Regions from separate parts of the Sus scrofa genome. Here region 2 is linked to region 1. A link is a contact called in public Hi-C data. All regions are on one chromosome and are shown on one strand. The core of a region is the stretch at or near the end of the contact, and the rest is flanking DNA. Distances in the headings are between cores, read along the strand shown.

The links. Hi-C and Micro-C count contacts between places; a contact is called where the count stands out from the background.
Region 2: a contact with region 1 is called in a Hi-C map of retroperitoneal adipose tissue, with 2.3 times the contacts expected there. The contact joins the enhancer-like site here to the promoter of AKR1D1 in region 1. A contact is called at or near these places in 5 of 5 promoter capture datasets (fetal liver, fetal skeletal muscle, liver and 1 more), 6 of 47 Hi-C or Micro-C datasets (embryonic fibroblasts, liver, mesenteric adipose tissue and 2 more) and 2 of 2 datasets of contacts at active chromatin or transcription factors (alveolar macrophages and skeletal muscle).

What each region holds. Positions count from the first base shown.
Region 1 is chr18:11,531,569-11,534,757 of Sscrofa11.1, forward strand. It overlaps AKR1D1 (3-oxo-5-beta-steroid 4-dehydrogenase), which reads right to left and starts at 1,278. Exons shown (of 9, transcript XM_021078691.1): 1 at 1-1,278. CREB3L2 (cyclic AMP-responsive element-binding protein 3-like protein 2) reads left to right here and starts at 1,616. Exons shown (of 12, transcript XM_003134635.4): 1 at 1,616-2,144. The coding sequence starts at 2,043.
Region 2 is chr18:11,633,807-11,637,361 of Sscrofa11.1, forward strand. It overlaps CREB3L2 (cyclic AMP-responsive element-binding protein 3-like protein 2), which reads left to right. Exons shown (of 12, transcript XM_003134635.4): 5 at 2,769-2,953. Among named protein-coding and RNA genes, the nearest start is that of DGKI, 69 kb to the right of the region's middle. Within about 2 kb of position 1,850, at least 10 of the 83 cell types and tissues checked have an H3K27ac peak or open chromatin away from gene starts, as enhancers often do. A contact at or near this core is called in fetal liver and retroperitoneal adipose tissue, where this site is marked.

The DNA.
Region 1 (3,189 bases), core at 28-2,527:
CAACCACATGGGGCCTAACCTGGGACTGACATAGTCTAAAGCAGAAATGTTTGACAGATACATGTTATCCAATATGAAGGAGTTTCTCACCTTACTTGCTCATGTTGAGTGTTATGCTCAGAAAAACAGGAAAGGTCTCTAGAAATTGAAAAGGTGATCTATGAAAAGGATGGGGTAAAGGAGGTATAAAAACCAAGGACCAAGAGAAAACTGAAAAAAAAAAAAAATTGTATGAGGAAGCTGCGGGCCCATAAGCTACATTTTCTACACAAGCATTAAAATATTCTCAAACGACCCAGGAAATAGGGCCAGACAAATGGGAGAATCGCTATGATAAACGGTCACTCAAAGATAACAAAGAATCTTAAGACAAAATTTGACTGACCCCACCCACTAAAAAAATACCTGCAAAGGGGCCAAAGTAACACCTTACCTCCATAGCTGGATGTGCCCTTGTAAGAAACTTCTAGAGACAACTGGCAATGCCTTCCTTACATTTAAAGTGAACAAATTATACATGTAAACACTCTGTTTCCTTCAAAGGAGGAGTCTGAAAGGAGGGAGAAAAATCACAATTTGTTGGGGGGGGTGGGTGGTATTTTAGACGCGGCTCTTTGCTAATCTCGGCCTGGTGGTCTGGCCCCTGCCTGTGTCTCGGGCCCCCTCTCCCCTCATTTACTGGCAGCAGCTCAGGCAACAGCCACAACACCAACAAAAACCCAGCTCCTATCCACACCTCCTTTCGCTCAGGTCTGCTCGCAGATGTCACCTTCCCGACTGTTACTAAAATAGCATCCATCTGCCCCATCCTTTTACCTTGCTTTTATTTTTCTTTACAGCATTACCACTTTCTTACATTCTATCACTCATTCCTTTACCTGTTTACTGTCTGACTCCTCCCTTGAGGTAAAAGCTCTATGACCTGGAAAAGAAAGCTTTACTCTTTCCAATAATGTCTCTTCAGTAAATAAAAGGAAAAAAAATAAAATAAGGAGACCCCATTAAAACGAAACAAAACAAAAAAACACCTCAGGAGAAGAGCACAACAGAAAGCGGGAGAAAAATAGGAAGCACCAGCAATTACGATTTGCCAGAACTGTGCCAATACAAATTCATGCACAACAGAGAATATTTAATTTGTGTATAATGTAACTTATTTTTCAGAAATCCTGAAAGACTCCAATGGGCTAATCTATTTGAAAATACTTAAGACAGTACGTAACACAGCCCTGAAACCAGCTCTGGCCTCCTCCAGACGCGCGCGCTGATTTCTGTGGATTCTTAAAGAGGCTTCAGAGTGCACCCTCCCTAGTATAAAATGTATTCTTGTCGCTATTTGATTGGCTGGCCCTCCCAGGCGCCCTTTCCTCATTGGTTGCGCCCCCAGTCCATCACTTTAGGTTTCCAGCACTCCATTTGTCTGCTGCCGCAGATTGCGGCTGTCGGCCACGCTAAGACAGGAGTAGTTCCCCGGTGACGTCAAGGCTCTCCCCTCCCACATTCCACAGCCTAGGCGGAGACTTCCCACTGCCCCCGCCTTTGGGCGGAGAGCGAGACTTCTGATTGGGTAGGATGGGTGAGATGAGTATTCGATTGGTCCACGCTCTGGAGGGAGGTGGAGTCGTAGCTGCGTCCGGGAGCAGAGCTGAGGAGCCCTGGGGAGTCTCAAAGTTTGTGTCTGGAGCCCTAGCGGAGAGTGGGCTTGTTGAGAAAGGCTTTCTGGGAATGAGAGCTGATTTCCTGTCTTTCTTTTGGATGCACACCCTGCTTTCACCTCCTCAGCCTTCGGTCTGACCTCAGGACCGTCACTCTCCTCCGGGGAATCTCCGGACCGGAGCCCTTGGCAGTTCTTTCTGAGGCAGAGAAGCGAACGTTTTCCTTCCTAAGTGCATAAGCTACACGCACACGCACGCGCGCACACACACACACACACACACACACACACACACATACACTCGTGTGGAGGCGAATCTCGCTCTCCGAGACCCTGCCGGCTCCCCTCCTGCCCTCAGCATCCTCGGCCCAGCGCGCCTCGGACCACCATGGAGGTGCTGGAGAGCGGGGAGCAGAGCGTCCTGCAGTGGGACCGCAAGCTGAGCGAGCTGTCAGAGCCCGGGGAAACAGAGGCTCTCATGTACCATACGGTGAGGACTCGGCGGGGCGGGGAAGGGGCGGCTTGAGAGGGGGAAGTGTCACCAAAGGAACAGTTCGGGGCAGGGAACTGGGAAGGAAGTATTTGGGAAGAGCATGGCCCAGAAAGAAAAAAATCTGGGAAGAGGTGTGGTTTTTCTAACTGAACAGTGAAGGTGGGCAGCTAGCCCTTTAAAACTTTTGGTAATAGTAACAACGCTTTGTATTTTTTTAAGCAACTTACACTGGGTTCCCTATGGGTTTTTCACATCTGCAGTCTCATTTTCTATGCTTTCTGCACTGTAAAGCGAGAGAAGGGGTAGATGTTTTGATAATCCCCTTCTAGTGTGCTGCTCATTTTTGTGGGAAGGTTTTTAAAAAACTGGACAAAATAAAGTAGCATTTTCTTTCCTTTGTTGTCATATTCTATCTCCCTGTCTCTCTCGCTTTACTTTCTTATTTGTATTTTAAGAAGTATACCTGTGTGTGTGTGTGTGTGTGTGTGTGTGTGTTTTGAAAAGACTCCTTCCTATTAGGAGGGAGACTGCTTTATTTGGCTTCTTTAACTGTGCAGCCAAGAAATCGGCTTCCTCCTTCAGAGAAAAGATCAGCAAAGGGGTATGGAAAATCTGAGGCACTGCATATTTCAGAAAGGCTTTGGAGTAGGTGGGACAGCTCACCAGTTCAGTTCTTATGCCACAGAGACCCCACTGGTCACAGAGCATAAGTTTCTTTTGAAGTTTTCAATTCCGAGTTTTTGATATTACATTTGCAAAATGAAATTTTGTTTCCAACAGCCAGCACTGATAATACACTTTCTGTGAGACCTCTTTGTTTCTTTATTACAAATACAGAGTTTGTATTGAGAGGGAGAGAGAGAGACACTAATGAGAAAACGAGAGGCTTGGCTGTTTCCCCTTCATGATTCTTTTAATGGGGTCAGGGCCAGGATATTTGAAACTTTTGCAAAATGGCCTGCAGGCTCCACCTCTTTGGCCTTTGCCTCTGGCTGGCGTTATTTTGGGAAAAGGGATGAGGGCCTCTCTGTGATTCCCACCA
Region 2 (3,555 bases), core at 600-3,099, 100 kb after region 1:
TACCACAGCCACAGCGACAGAGGATCCTTAACCCACTGAGCAAGGCCAGGGATCGAACCCGCAACCTCATGGTTCCTAGTCGGGTTCGTTAGCCTCTGCACCACAGGGGAACTCCAGGGCAGTGTGCTCTTAATAGTTAAGTAAGAGGAGATTTGAGTTTGCTTCACTTTTCCTGCCGTGCCTTTTCCGTGTTTTGTGGAGCACCGTCTGCTCACATAGGAGGAACAGTATTAGAATAATTTGGACTGTGCCCAGTGAAAGGGACGAATAAACTCTAGTCCTCTGGGCTGGTTCTCCAGAATCCGACAGCTCCGCATCCCAGACAACCGGAGCCCGTATTAGGTTCCTCAGCTCCTGGGTTTGGTTTTGATTTTGGTTTGCTTGTTTGTTGGCCATGGTTAAAAAGATAGGAGTTCCGTCGTGGCGCAGTGGAAACAAATAAGACTAGGAACCATGAGGTTGCGGGTTCGATCCCTGGCCTTGCTCAGTGGGTTAAGGATCTACCATTGCTGTGAGCTGTGGTGTAGGTCGCAGATGTGGCTCGAATCCTGCATTGCTGTGGCTGTGGTGTAGGCTGGTGGCTGTAGACGCCTAGCCTGGGAACCTCCATAGGCCATAGGTGCGGCCCTACAAAAAGCCAAAAAAAAAAAAATTTAAAAATAAATAAATAAAAAGATAAACATTGTTAGAAGAGAAACTCTAAAAAATTAAACATTTTAAGCACATCTTTGAGCAAAAATTTATTAGGTTCTGCAGCACCGAACCGGAAGTGGTTAGAAGGTTTCACCTACAGGAGCTAGGGGGAGACTTTTATATAGAAAAGAAGGAAGCAAAGTAAGGAAATTACTGATTGGCTCTAACCTAAAGCTGAGTGGGCTGTTTGTGACTGATTGTCCTTAGGCTTCAGTCTGGTAACCTTGAAGCATTTACAGGCTTAGATTTTGGGTCGCCTACATAGGCCACCAGGGGGCTAGAGCCACCCCAGTCTGATGGCCTCCTTGCTTACTGCGTCCGACACCACGAGTGTCGCAGGTCGTCACGGCACTGGGAAAGCCTTGGTGACACTCTCAGGGCTCCTCCTTTCTAGGCGAGCACACATTTAAGGCACACGCATACGCTCCTTAGCTGCCTGGAGCTATTGGCAGAGGACTTGGCAGTAGAGGTATGTAGGATTGTTTTAGAATATTCCTTTGCTTTAAGAGTGCCCGCAGACTCTAAAAACCCGGGGAGCTCTTTGGCTGAGAAAAAGGGACGCATCTAGTGAAAAGTAGTGTGTTAGGAGGAGAAGAGAGAAGGGTTAGAGAGAGAGAGAGAGAGAGAGAGAGATTGAGAGAATGTGTGACGTGAATGGGGGCGGGGGCGAGGGGGGCAGCGAGGCATCTCGTGGTTCCTAGGACACTCAGGAGTTTTAGGGGCGACAGAGCTGCCTGGTTGCAGCTGGTCACCTCCAAAGGCAGCTCTGGGAGTCCTTCTCCTTAGGTGAGTAGCTGTGTCTCCGAAAGCCCTTTCCATCCGTGGGACATCAGGCGGGAGACTGAGGCCTTTCCACAGCCCCGAGCCGTTCTCTGGCCAAGCAAGTCCAGGTGTGTGTGAGGCCCCTGGGCGCCTCGCCAGCTCAGGGCCGCTGCACCAAGGGCTCTGTTGTCCTGGGGGGGGCTCAGGAGGGGTGTGGCGTGAAAGGCTTACCCGAGGTCATGTCCCTTGGCTCAGTAACAGCGGCCGGCTCTCAGAGCATTTCAGCCCAATGCGGAGGTCGGCAGGTCAGAAAAAGAGGGAGGCCTCAAAGCTCGCCGGTCAGGTTGAACTTGAGTGATTCCCCTTCAGGAGCCCGTCCCTGGAGATGCACAATTGGCACCGACCAAGGCTGGAAGGCGCCGGCAGAGTGTGTGTGTCCCTCCCCAAGGAAGAATGCTTAGATGCTGAGGGACTTTGCGGGAGGAAATCCCCCCCCCCCCCCATTTATCTTCCAGTGCCTACCTATCTATCTGCTGAGGAACTGGGTGTCATCTGAGTCAAGAATGCCTGGCATCTGCCTGTGGGCCCTCCCATGCACATTCCTCCTGAAACAAATGAGCTTTGCTCAAACACTCCTGGGCTCCCAGCTTTTGCTATTTTTTGAAAAAGATAGATCCCAATACGTTAACATGATTTACAAGTCAAACTATGGCAACTCTGTGAAATGAATCGAGGGACAGCAATGCCAGCCCCATCTACTCTCATTTCCCCTGCTCCCATTACTTCATAATCTTATTAGCTTCTCATATAGTTTCCAGAGGTTCTTTATGTAGATATGAGCAGGTAGGAGTCTGTGTTCGCTTTCTCTCCTTTTTTTTTTTTTCCGTACAAAAGGAGGGTTACATTTTGTTTGTTCGTTTTGTCTTTTTAGGGCATATGGAGGTTCCCAGGCTATGGGTCCAATCAGAGCTGCAACTCGTGGCCTACACCACAGCTCACAGCAATGCTGGATCCCTAACCCACTGAGCGAGGCCAGGGATTGAACCTGCGTCCTCACGGACACTGGTTGGGTTTGCGACCACTGAGCCACAATGGAACTCAAGGAGGGTTACCTCGTGTGCTGCTGTGCACCAGGCTCTATCCTCCTCCCTTAACCACACATCTCGGAGGCCTTTCCATATCCAAGCAGAGACTCCTCCTTCTTTTGTTCCACTGCCCTGAGTTTAGCTGAATGGATATTTAATGGTTGCTTGAACTGCCCCCAAGTCCTGCTTGGTGGCTCCCTGATGGATGCAATCCGCTCTCTCCCTCAGCCTCCGTGGACCACCTGCACTTACCGCCCACCCCTCCCAGCAGCCACAGCAGCGACTCCGAGGGCAGCCTGAGCCCCAGCCCGCGCCTGCACCCCTTCGGCCTGCCGCAGACCCACAGCCCCGCCAGGGCCCCAGCGCGGGCCCCCTCGGCGCTGGCCAGCTCCCCGCTCCTCACGGCGCCTCATGTGAGTGTTCCCTGCATTCCTGCACCCCGATCCCCCCAGTTCTGTCTCCCCGAGCTTCACCCAGCCTGGGTGCCATTCGGGGCACTTGGCCTTTATTCCTGCAGGAAATTTTAGGTCCCACTGCTAAAGCAGCAGGATGACAGTCTTGAAGATTTTCTAAGAACTGCCTGTGATCTCAACATGCTAACACGCTTTCTTCCTTCCCACATCTGGTTTTTGTCATGAGCTGATTTTATATAGCTTCAAACATGGGGAATAAAAAATGTGTCGTTAGACTTCTCAAAAGTGTATTGCAAATATTTGTCATCAGTTTAAGTGGTCTTTATGACTTCTGATAGGAAATAACTTTTATTTTTTATTTTTAAAAATTTTATTATTTATTTATTTTTGGTCTTTTGAGGGCTGCACTCTTGGCACATGGAGGTTCCCAGGCTAGGGGTCCAGTTGGATCCGATCTGCATATGCAACCTACACCACAGCTCACGGCAACACCGGATCCTTAACCCACTGATCGAGGCCAAGGATCTAACCTGCGTCCTCGTGGATGCTAGTCAGATTTGTTCCCACTGACCCATGATGAGAACTCCCAGAAATAACATCTT